Linked DNA regions of Sus scrofa: region 1 is linked to region 2. Evidence: chromatin contacts called from public HiChIP or PLAC-seq data. All regions are on one chromosome and are shown on one strand. Each heading gives the region's core, a stretch centred on a gene start, on an enhancer-like site or on the middle of the called end of the contact. The rest is flanking DNA. Distances are from core to core; before and after follow the strand shown. Region 1 has its middle 13 kb from the start of PIM1. Region 2 overlaps LOC102161912 (a long non-coding RNA gene).

What was found. HiChIP or PLAC-seq counts read pairs in DNA pulled down with a chosen protein or histone mark.
Region 1: an H3K27ac HiChIP or PLAC-seq map of alveolar macrophages shows a contact between it and region 2. The contact joins two enhancer-like sites. A contact is called at or near these places in 3 of 47 Hi-C or Micro-C datasets (embryonic fibroblasts, retroperitoneal adipose tissue and subcutaneous adipose tissue) and 1 of 2 datasets of contacts at active chromatin or transcription factors (alveolar macrophages).

What each region holds. Positions count from the first base shown.
Region 1 is chr7:32,798,968-32,804,191 of Sscrofa11.1, forward strand. No RefSeq gene overlaps it. Among named protein-coding and RNA genes, the nearest start is that of PIM1, 13 kb to the left of the region's middle. Within about 2 kb of position 1,349, at least 31 of the 83 cell types and tissues checked have an H3K27ac peak or open chromatin away from gene starts, as enhancers often do. A contact at or near this core is called in alveolar macrophages, where this site is marked.
Region 2 is chr7:32,299,841-32,305,200 of Sscrofa11.1, forward strand. It overlaps LOC102161912 (a long non-coding RNA gene), which reads right to left. Exons shown (of 4, transcript XR_304410.3): 4 at 1-4,388. Among named protein-coding and RNA genes, the nearest start is that of SRSF3, 13 kb to the left of the region's middle. Within about 2 kb of position 3,166, at least 10 of the 83 cell types and tissues checked have an H3K27ac peak or open chromatin away from gene starts, as enhancers often do. A contact at or near this core is called in alveolar macrophages, where this site is marked.

The DNA.
Region 1 (5,224 bases), core at 99-2,598, 500 kb after region 2:
ATCCGAGCGGCATCTGCAAACTACACCACAGCTCATGGCAACGCCAGATCCTTAACCCACCAAGCGAGGTCAGGAATCCAACCCACAACCTTATAGTTACTAGTCGGGTTTGTTAACCACTGAGCCATGATGGGAACTCCTGGAACTTGCTCTTTTTACTCAACATTGTTTTAAAGATTTATGTATGCTGTAGCATGTGGTTCTTTTTCACTCTATAATATTCCATTGTATGGACAGGCATTTGGGTTGTGGTCTGTGAGGTGGGCCTTTTTTTTTTTCCCAAGCAGTGGCTTGAAGCAGGATCTCAGTTTTCAGACTAGGGATTGAACCTGGGCCATGGCAGTGAAAGCACCAAGTCCTAACCATTAGACCACCAGGGAACTCCCTGGAGGCTAGTCCTTAGAGGCCCTTTGGGTTAAGCTGCTCAGGAAGTCAGCACATAGAACCAGGTATAGATAGCCCTTGCCCTATACCCCAGGGTGAGAGCTAGTGACCATGGAACCATTCCAGATTTATCCACAAATCACCTACTGTGCCATGCTGCAAACACTGAAAACTCCTTTTTCACGTGTGAGTAGACAGAACCAGGCATTTCTCAGGGCTCAACGTGATGTCAGTGAATAGGCAAAGTGTCACAACAAAGCAAAGATCTGACTGTTGCCTGGGTTCCAGGGAGTTCTATGATCTGGCAAGTGTTGTGTATGCAGTGTGGTGTGCTGTGTGTATGTGTGCAAATATGTGTATCTGTGTGTGGTGTGTGGGGTAGAGGTGTTGGATTGTGTAGGTATGTGTCGTGCTGCTGTATATACACACTCATTCTTGGAGCTACTACTTGCCTCTGCACCTGGACTCTGTGACCTGTCTGCCTCCTTCTGACCTTTGCCTGGGTTCTCTCCTCTGCTCCACCCCCTTCTCTCCAGCCCCCTTCATCTCTTATCTTCTTCTCCAACTCAGAACCCTCCTCCCATAACCACCCACCCAATTCTCTCTCTTCCTCTTCCCAGCTCCTCCTCCCGGTGGACTTTCCCCAGACACCTTTGAGAGCCCATCCTTAGGTGACCTCCTTGCAATCTTCATAAAGTTGCTGGCCCCTCCCCTGGTTTCCTAAACCGTGGTTTGCCTTGCCTTGGACTCTCCTGCCGTTTGGGTCCACTTTCCTCTGCCTCTCCTTGCCCTTTAAATGCGGGTGTTCTTTCCTTTCCTCACCCCCAGGCTCTCTCTGTTGGCCAGGATTCTGGCAGGAAACAGATGGCTCACTCTGATTGGGTCGTGCCGGGATAGTGTGAAAAAGAACCCTTGACAAAGGTGTGGCCCAGGTGCTGGGAAACTGCACGGGGCGGTGCTGTACCCCTAGGCTACCAACAGTGGGCGCACTTCCTGGCTCAGGCCTGAGGGCTGGAGGAGAAGGAGCCGGCCTGACCTGGGCTGTAACCTTCATTCCAGAGAAGCAGTCAGCCCGGGCTAATCCCGCGTGCGGGGAGCCAGAGAAAGAAATGCCCCTGCTTCTGTCTTCCCACTCTCTTACCTCCTACCAGGGCCTCCTAGGGGCTGATTCCAAGTGAAAGCCAGAAGGCAGGGAGTCTGGTGTGATAGTCCACGTAGGTCGGCGTTTCCAGGCGCTGAGCAAGCTGGAGAAGGGCGGAGCGGGGCTCCGGAGGCCCCGGGAAGACGCGCGGCACAGCCTCTGCAGGACCACGCCTCCCTCACCTGCTTCGCCGACCATCTTCGCCAAGCCAAGCCGATTCCCGTAGCACTAGCGCAGACCTCTCTCCTAAGTTCAGGTCTGGAGATCAGTAGCCTCCGAGATGCCACTGTTCCAGGACCCCAGGAACTGAATATCACTTGTGCACCTGCAGGACAATGATGGAATCCCACCTTGCTGCTGCTCACCTCTCGACTCCGCTCAGGAAGTTACTGAGAAACACAGATGCCCACATCTTTCTTTTTTCTTTCTTTCTTCCTCCCTCCCTCCCTCCCATCCTTTCTTCCGGCTGGGGATGGAATCCAAGACCTCTGCCACAGCTACAGCAACACCAGATCCTTTTTTTTTTTTTTTCTGTCTTTTGAGGGCTGCACCCGCAGCATATGGAGGTTCCCAGGCTAGGGGTCTAACTGGAGCTACAGCTGCCGGCCCATGCCACAGCTACAGCAATGCCAGATCCGAGCCGTGTCTGTGACCTACACCACAGCTCATGGCAACGCCGGACCCTTAACCCGCTGAGCGAGGCCAGGGATCGAACCTGCAACCTCCTGGTTCCTAGTCAGATTCGTTTCCACTGTGCCACGTCGGGAACTCCCAACATCAAATCCTTAACCCACTGCACTGGGCCAGGAATAAAACCGGTGCCTCTACAGAGACCTGCCAGATCATTAATCCACTGCACCACAGTGGGAACTCCTCACATATTTTCTAAGTGAAAAGAATTTTTTTGCTTATAAAAATGATACATAATTAGGAGTTCCCATTGTGGCTCAGCTGTAAGGAACCAGACTAGTATCCATAAGGATTCGGGTTCGATCCCTGGCCGCGATCAGTGAGTTAATGATCCAGCGTTGCCATGAGCTGCAGTGTAGGTCACAGACACAGCTCAGATCCTGAGATGCTGTGGCTGTGGCATAGGCTGGCAGCTGCAGCTGCAATTTGACCCCTAGCCTAGGAACCTCCATATGTCATGGGTTCGGCCCTAAAAAGCAAAAAAAAAAAAAAAATTTTTTTAACTTTTATTTTTTCTTTGGCTGCACCCTTGGCATGTGGAATTTCCCAGGCCAGGGATCAAACCCACACCACAGCAGCAGCCAGAACCACAGCAGTGACTACCAGATCCTTAACCTATTGAACCACCAGGGAAATCTGATACATGTTTTTTAGTAAAAATAATAGTACAAAGTGAATTAAAATTATATGATGCAGGAGTTCCCACTGTGGCACAGTGGAAAAAAATCCAACTAGTAACCATGAAGTTACAGGTTTGATCCCTGCCCTTGCTCAGTGGGTTAAGGATCTGGCATTGCCCTGAGCTGTGGTGTAGGTAACACGTGAGACTCGGATCTGGCGTTGTGGCTGTGGCTATGGCTGGCAGCTGTAGCTCAGATTTGACCCCTAATTTGGGAACCTCCATATGCTATGGGTGCAGCCCTAAAAAAACAAACAAACAAACAAAATTATATGATGTAATCCTACCACTCCAGAGAGAAATGCTTTTAGAGAATCCACATATATACACACACACACACACACATTATCTATATATAATTTTACAGAACAGAGCTCATATTCTTGGTAACCTATTTTTCTCCCACTTAACAATGTGCTATTAAAATGTTTCCATTTCAAGAACTGTGGATAACAGTCATTTTGATATGGCCATAGTATGAATGTACGTTATTCATTTTGGTTCCAATTTTCCACCATTATATATGAAATATTCTATTACCAGATAAGACTTTGGACAGAGATGACTCATTGCCTATGTCAACATCTATTATTCTTTTTTTCCTTGGTAACAGAACCTCTGATTTTTAGCTAGTCATATAGCCTTCTTTGAGAATAAAAACTAGGAGCTCCCTTGTGACATTGGGGGGTTAAGGATCTGGCATTGTCACCACACCCTTCCACAGGCCGTGGGCAAGGCCAAAAAAAATAATGAAGGCTAAATCCCTCAGATTACCTTGCAGCTAGCCGTGGACACACGACCAAGTTATGTCCAATGTAATGCAAGCAAAAGTATTGTGAGGGAGTTCCTGTTGTGGCTCAGCAGTAATGAACCTGACTAGTATCCATGAGGATGTGGGTTCGATCCCTGGCCTTGCTCAGTGGGTTAAGGATCTGGGGTTTCTGTGAACTGTGGATCGAATCTGTATCCTCATGGATACTAGTCCGGTTCTTTACCACTGAGCCATAATAAGAACTCCCTCTCTCATTTTACTTTATGGCAAGCTTTTGCTGTTTCACCAGAAAACTATTTTTCCCTTAAGTTACAGATTTTTTAAAAATGTGTGGTCATAAAATATATTTTCATTGTATCTTGGAGACCAATGTCTGCCCTCTCACACCCCAGGACAATTTTGTACAATTTTATTTTATTTATTTATTTATTTATTTATTTTGCTTTTTAGGGCTGCACCTGCTGCATATGGAAGTTCCCAGGCTAGGGGTCAAATCAGAGCTACCGCTGCTGGCCTACAGCACAGCCACAGTGGTATGGGATAGGAGCCACGTCTGCAATCTATACCACAGCTCACAACAATGTCGGATCCTTAACCCACAGAGCAAGGCCAGGGATTGAACCCACATCCTCATGGTTACTAGTCAGAGTTGTTTCCACTGCGCCACGACGGAAACTCCCATTTGTACATTTTTATAATACACGTCAGTTAAAAAGTGTGATTTGAGTCGTTCCCCCTGGGGCTCAGTGCTAACAAACCCAACTAGTATCTATGAGGATGCAGGTTATATCCCCGGCCTCACTCAGTGGATTAAGGATTCAGCATTGCTGTTGCCATGAGCTGTGGTGTATGTCGCAGATGCCGCTCTGATCTGGCATTGCTGTGGCTATGGTGTAGGCCAGCAGCTGCAGCTGAGATTTGGCCCTAAAAAGAAAAAAAAAAAAAAAAAGTGAGATTTGGTATCAAGCCAAGTCTCATTTATTTACCCATTTATTTATCAACCTGTGGAAGAAATGATACGGTAATATGAATAACCTAAAATACAAGTAAAATATATATTTGGCTCTCGAATGAGTGCCTTAATCTAACACATTTTCATTGATGGAGAGAAGAGGGGAATGAACATTATTTTTAAAGCTAACTTTATTGAGTGATCATTTGCGTACACTAACTAGCACCTATTTTAAGTGCACGGTTTGACGTGTTTTGACAATTGTACACACCCATGTAACAACTACCACAATCAAGATAAGAGAACATTTCCACCCTCTCAGAAGTTCCCCAGGCCCTTTGCAGCTGATTACCCATCCCACCCCACCAGCTCGAGGCAACCACTGATCTACTTTCTGTCACTATAGATTAGTTTTGCCGGCTCTAGAATTTCATTTAAATGGTGTTATACAGCATGTCATTTCTGAGAATGACCATTTATTGGGTGCCTAGCATGGGACAAACACTTTACAAGTATATAATCACTTCCCCTTTAGAAATGCAAACACCAAGACTTAGACGGTAAGTAATTGGGGAGTTACTAGTGTGGCTCAGCGGTAATGAACTG
Region 2 (5,360 bases), core at 1,916-4,415:
ATATTGATTTGTCATTTAATCCTTTTTGTGTCACACCTTCCCCACCTGGCAGTGTATGACACAGGCACTTGGGTGTACAGTGATAAGGCATGACACCAGCTCAGTATCTAAAAACATGTAATATTTGATTTGTCTTCAATATTAGGATATTGAAACCTCAATTTTTTCATGTATACCTGTTTTAGATTAGGATAATTCAAGATGTGTTGGTTTTATGGTGCTTAATGCCCTAAGAGAAAGGGTCTTGGGTGAGGTGGCAAGTAATCTTGAGGGTGCTTTGAAACCCTTTAGCTCCTAAAAGCAGTGGAAAACAACTGAGACAGATGGTAAGGTGCATAAGGGGTGGGGGGTGGTTACTAAAGGTTCAGCTCACAGATAAAGGCTATAAAGAATCTGAGGTGAAGAAGAGTGGTACAGACAGAGTACCTTAGTCATAGAGTAGATACTAGTGAGCAGGAGCCAACTGAGTTGCATGGGTTTGGAGGTGAAACAGGATTCCAGTCTGGTGATTTTTTAAAGTTTTTATTTATCCCACTGTAGTTGATTTATTTTCAGTGTTATGTCAGTTTCCACCATTACAGCAAAGTGACCCAGTCATAGACGTAACATACATATATGTTCTTATATTCTCCATCATGTTCCATCACAGGTGACTAGATAATAGTTCCCTGTGCTATTCAACAGGATCTCACTGTTTATCCACTCCAGATGCAATAGTTTGAATCTATTAACTCCAAACTCCCAGTCCATCTCACTCCCTCCCTCTCCCCCTCAGCAACGACAAAGTCTTCTCCAAGTTCATGAATTTTCTGTGGAAAGGTTCATTTGTTTGTAGGGAGTGTTTTATATTACATACTCAATATAATTTCTAGTGATTTCTTGATTCAGTTTTGGCAGGCTCTAAATTTCTAGAAAGTTGTCCATTTCTTCTAGATTGTCAAATTTGTTGGCATGTAATTGTTAATGGTATCTTCTGGTTTTTCGTATTTCAGGGTGAGCCTGAGGTCTTACTCCTTCGCCGTCTTGATCCTTCTCCCAGTCTGATGATTTTTGATTTTCCTTCAGCCCTACTGCTGAGTAAGCAGTGTGGGCTTTGGTACTGGTAGGAAGGCCAAGAAGCTGGAAATGTTACTGTCCTCACATTGAAATGGCTGGCTTATGTGTCCCAGCTGTTTGGGGTTTAATGGGGACAAGAAATTGAACCGGCAGTCCTGTTTGGTCTTCAGTTGGCAATGTATGCCAAGCAGTCCATTTGAAATGAAATTGGTTTCCAGAAGGGAGGTTGGGAGTAGAAGTTGCCTACTTTTTTATTTTTTTTAGATAGGGTTTCACTCTTGGAAGTTCCCAGGCTAAGGGTTCTAATTAATTCGGAGCTGCAGTTGTCGGCCTATGCCACAGCCACATGGGATCTGAGCCAAGTCACTGAGCAAGGCCAGAGATCAAACCCACATCCTCATGGGTCATGGGTCACAGTGGAAACTCCAAAGTTGCCTACTTTAAATAAGGTGTAGGTGAACTCTGATAATTTGGAGAGGGCTAAGAACTGAATATTTGAAAACAGATTGAAAATCTTAGATTAAAAAATCTTAAATAGATTTAAAATCTTTTAAAGTAAGCTTCTTTTAGGATGCTGGAAGCTTGGGTGGAAGACTTGGAGTAGTCAGGTAAGGAAGGTTTTAAATTTTTTTTTTTCTTTTTTTTAATTCATCTGCCCTACCACACCTACTCTGGCCAGCTATGTCTTCTAGGAAGATAAATTTTGTTTTTCAGTACCAGTCTGCCAAACATTGTCCAGGGCCTTTTTCTTCTGTAATGCTTATCACTCACTTAAGGTGAGTATCTCTATTAAAAGAGGGCAGAAAAAAGTTCCTAATATCACTCCTTATGCTGCTAAACAAGTACACAATTTCCGACTTAGGATGATTCAACTCGTGGGGTTTTTTTTGTTTGTTTTGACCTAATAATGGTGTGAAAGCAACTCTGGAAACCAATTTTTTTTTTCTTTTTTAGGGTCACACCTGCAGCATGTGGAAGTTCCAGGTTGGGGATTGAATTGGAGCTGCCAGCCTACACACCACAGCCACAGCAATGCAGTATCCCACCCACATCTGCAACCTATGCTGCACTTTGTGGCAGTGTGGACCCTTAACCCACTGAGTGAGGTCAGAGATCAAACCTGCATCCTCATGGATAGTAGTTAGCTCCTTAACCCACTCGGCCACAATGGGAACTCCAGAAACTTTCAATTTTGATCTTTTCCTTGGCTAGTGGCGGGCAGCACAAAACTCTTGGTGCTTGGGCAGGGGCAACAAGCTAAGGCATGGCTCCCAGGCAGCCATGCAATCACAAGAGTAAACTAGTATACTTCTTCTGGACCTAACTATTCTGCTTTTCACTCTGTATTCAGTAAATTACATGAGATATTCAACATTTTGTTGGATAGTTTTGCCCAGCTGTAGGTTAATCTAAGTGTTCTGAGCATATTTAAGGTAAGCTAGGCTAAGCTTAATGTTGGGTAGGTTAGGTGTAGTATAGTGTTTTTAACTTAAGATATTTTCAATTTATGACTGGTATATCAAGGTGTAAGCTGAGGAAGATCTGAGAACATACTTGTCTCCAAAGCCTTTGTTTTCTGTTCTGCATTTTTATAACCCAATCATAAGGTACCATTTCATTGTCACTTAATGACAGGATTTAGTTGTCTCTAGTTCTAAAACATGCTCATGGTAAAAAGTGTAAATTGTATGTATACTGGGAAATAATTATTTCTTCCTTTCTTGAGGTAACGTGTTGAATTTTTGTTTTCTAGAAAGTTAGGCATACTGTAATGAGCAGGTATTTATACAGCTAGAAATAAATGGAAGTCATGTGTCCTTTAGCTTTTCTCTTATTACATATCTGAAGCATGCACTTCTGAGATGTTATGTTCTACTGAAATCCACGTCATCATCTGGGCAGGGTACCACTTGTTAAGTAGTCAAGATATTTCTTGGCAAAGGCCTACCTGGCTTTATCCTGATGCTTAGTGATGCTTAATTTAATGTGACTTAAAATGTCATTGTCAAGGAGGACAAAGCTGTGCTAATGTGAACGGGTTGATAACAAGTGTCCTTGTTCACTGTTAACCTTGAGTCATGGGCAGCCTTCAAACCCGTGACTCGTTGCTATGGCTATTCCAGTTTCCTGGTCTTGACATCACCCCAGTTTTAACCCTTTGGGGAACGTGATAGCAGCACTACTGAGTATTACATTTTACATAAGGACTGGTACACACCGAACTTTTAACATTTATGTTTGATGGGGTTTTTTTAGTTAACTTTTTCAACTATTTTCAACTATTTTCCCAACTATTTTTCCTTTTTCCCCAAATGGACTCTGTTATGGTGAACACCTAAGAATTCTATGGTCAGACAGAGATTCATGAAAGCACCTACCTCCTCTGGTTTCAAAACCAGTGGCTGTAGTTAGGAGTCTGCAGCATTTCTTAGTTGCTGGAGGGGGGGAAAATGGTCTAAATTAAATGGGAATATTTGAGTGGTCACTTAAATTTAAGCTGTTGAACTGCCTTCAGCAGCTGCAGTCTGTTAACTTGGATGAATGCTCCATTCCTTTCCTCAAAAGATTTGGAATAATTCTAAGGTGAGTGGGAGAGTTTATAAGTGCATCATCTAGACTGGTTTCTGTGTCACCTAGCAGCCGGATGTGATTGTTTTCATCAGAAAATGCTTCCTTACTCCTTAAGTTCACGGTGCTTGTGTTGGGGATATCCCTTGAGCAAGGTATGGGACAGAAAAGGTAGACACCAGGCTGGGAACTAAAACTGAATTACCATGTTCTGAGCACACATGTGGTGCTTTTTCTCATCAGCTCTGATGTTGGGGTTATCTCATTTACTGAAGAAGCTCAGACAGGGAAAGTGATCTCAACCCTCATAACCCCTTGGGCCCCCTTTTTGTAAAGAAAATTTTGTAATGATCTCTGACTATTCTGAAATGAAATCTTTTTTTTTCCCCTTTTTAATGGCCACGCCTGTGGCACACAGTTCCTAGGCCAGGGATTGAATCTGAGTTGCAGCTGTGACAAGTGGGATCCTTTAACCCACCACACGGGGCTGGGTACCGAACCTGCACTTCTACCGTGACCTGAGTCATTGCAGTTGGATTTTTAACCCACTGCTCTAGAGCGGGAACTCCATTTTTTATGTTAATTATTTTTAAAAAAATCAAGATGAAGAGCTCCCTGGTGGCCTAGCATTAAGGATCTGTCTGGCATTGTTTACCTGTAGTTGGTTCAGTCCTGTGGACATGGGCAATTCTTTGTGTGCCAGGCATCGTATCTTCATCCCCTTCCCCTAAAGTCAGTTATGTTCCCCGGCAGTGTGACCATCACTGAAAAAAAACAAAACAAAAAAATCCTGGTTGCTCAGTGGGTTAGAGATCCAGCGTTGTCACTGCTGTGGCTCTGGTCACAGCTGTGATGCGAGTTCAGTCCCTGGCCCGGAAACTTAAAGAGGCGCAGCTGAAACAACCAAAAAAATCAATAAAAAAGAAAAGTCAATTTCCCAGGCACCCACTAGGTGGCAGTAGTGCCCCATTAAGAATACTGCTTTGCGAACACTGGGCCAAATTCTTTGCCTGAGGTCACTACCTGTTTAACAGAATTGAATGTCCAAAGACTTTTTTCCAGTAAGTTTTTTCCACTATAACAATAAAGATAGTAATACAGGCAATAGTGATAATCAGCATTTCTTGAACTCAAGTGCCAGCATTTTGCTAAGTATTTTACATATACATACCACCAGCTCACTTAAACCTCACCACTTGAGTGAGGGCAGTTTCTCATTTTGCAGCCAAGGCTTGGGTTCAAGACCATGTTAAGTGTTTTGCTTTTGTTTTGTTTTTGTCTTTTTGCCTTTTCTAGGGCCACTCCTGCGGCATATGGAGGTTCCCAGGCAAGGGTCGAATCAGAGCCATAGCCACTAGCCTACACCGCAGCCACAGCAACGCAGGATCCAAGCTGCGTCTGCAACCTACACCACAGCTCACAGCAACACCAGATCCTTAACCCACTGAGCAAGACCAGGGATCAAACCCACAACCTCATGGTTCCTAGTAGGATTTGTTAACCACTGAGCCACAATGGGAACTCCGTTAAGTGTTTTGTTTTGTTATGTTTTTGTCTTTTTGCCATTTCTTGGGCCGCTCCCGCAGCATATGGAGATTCCCAGGCTAGGGGTTGAATCGGAGCTGTAGCCACCGGCCTACGCCAGAGCCACAGCAACGCAGGATCCAAGCCGCGTCTGCAACCTACACCACAGCTCACGGCAACGCCGGATCGTTAACCCAGTGAGCAAGGGCAGG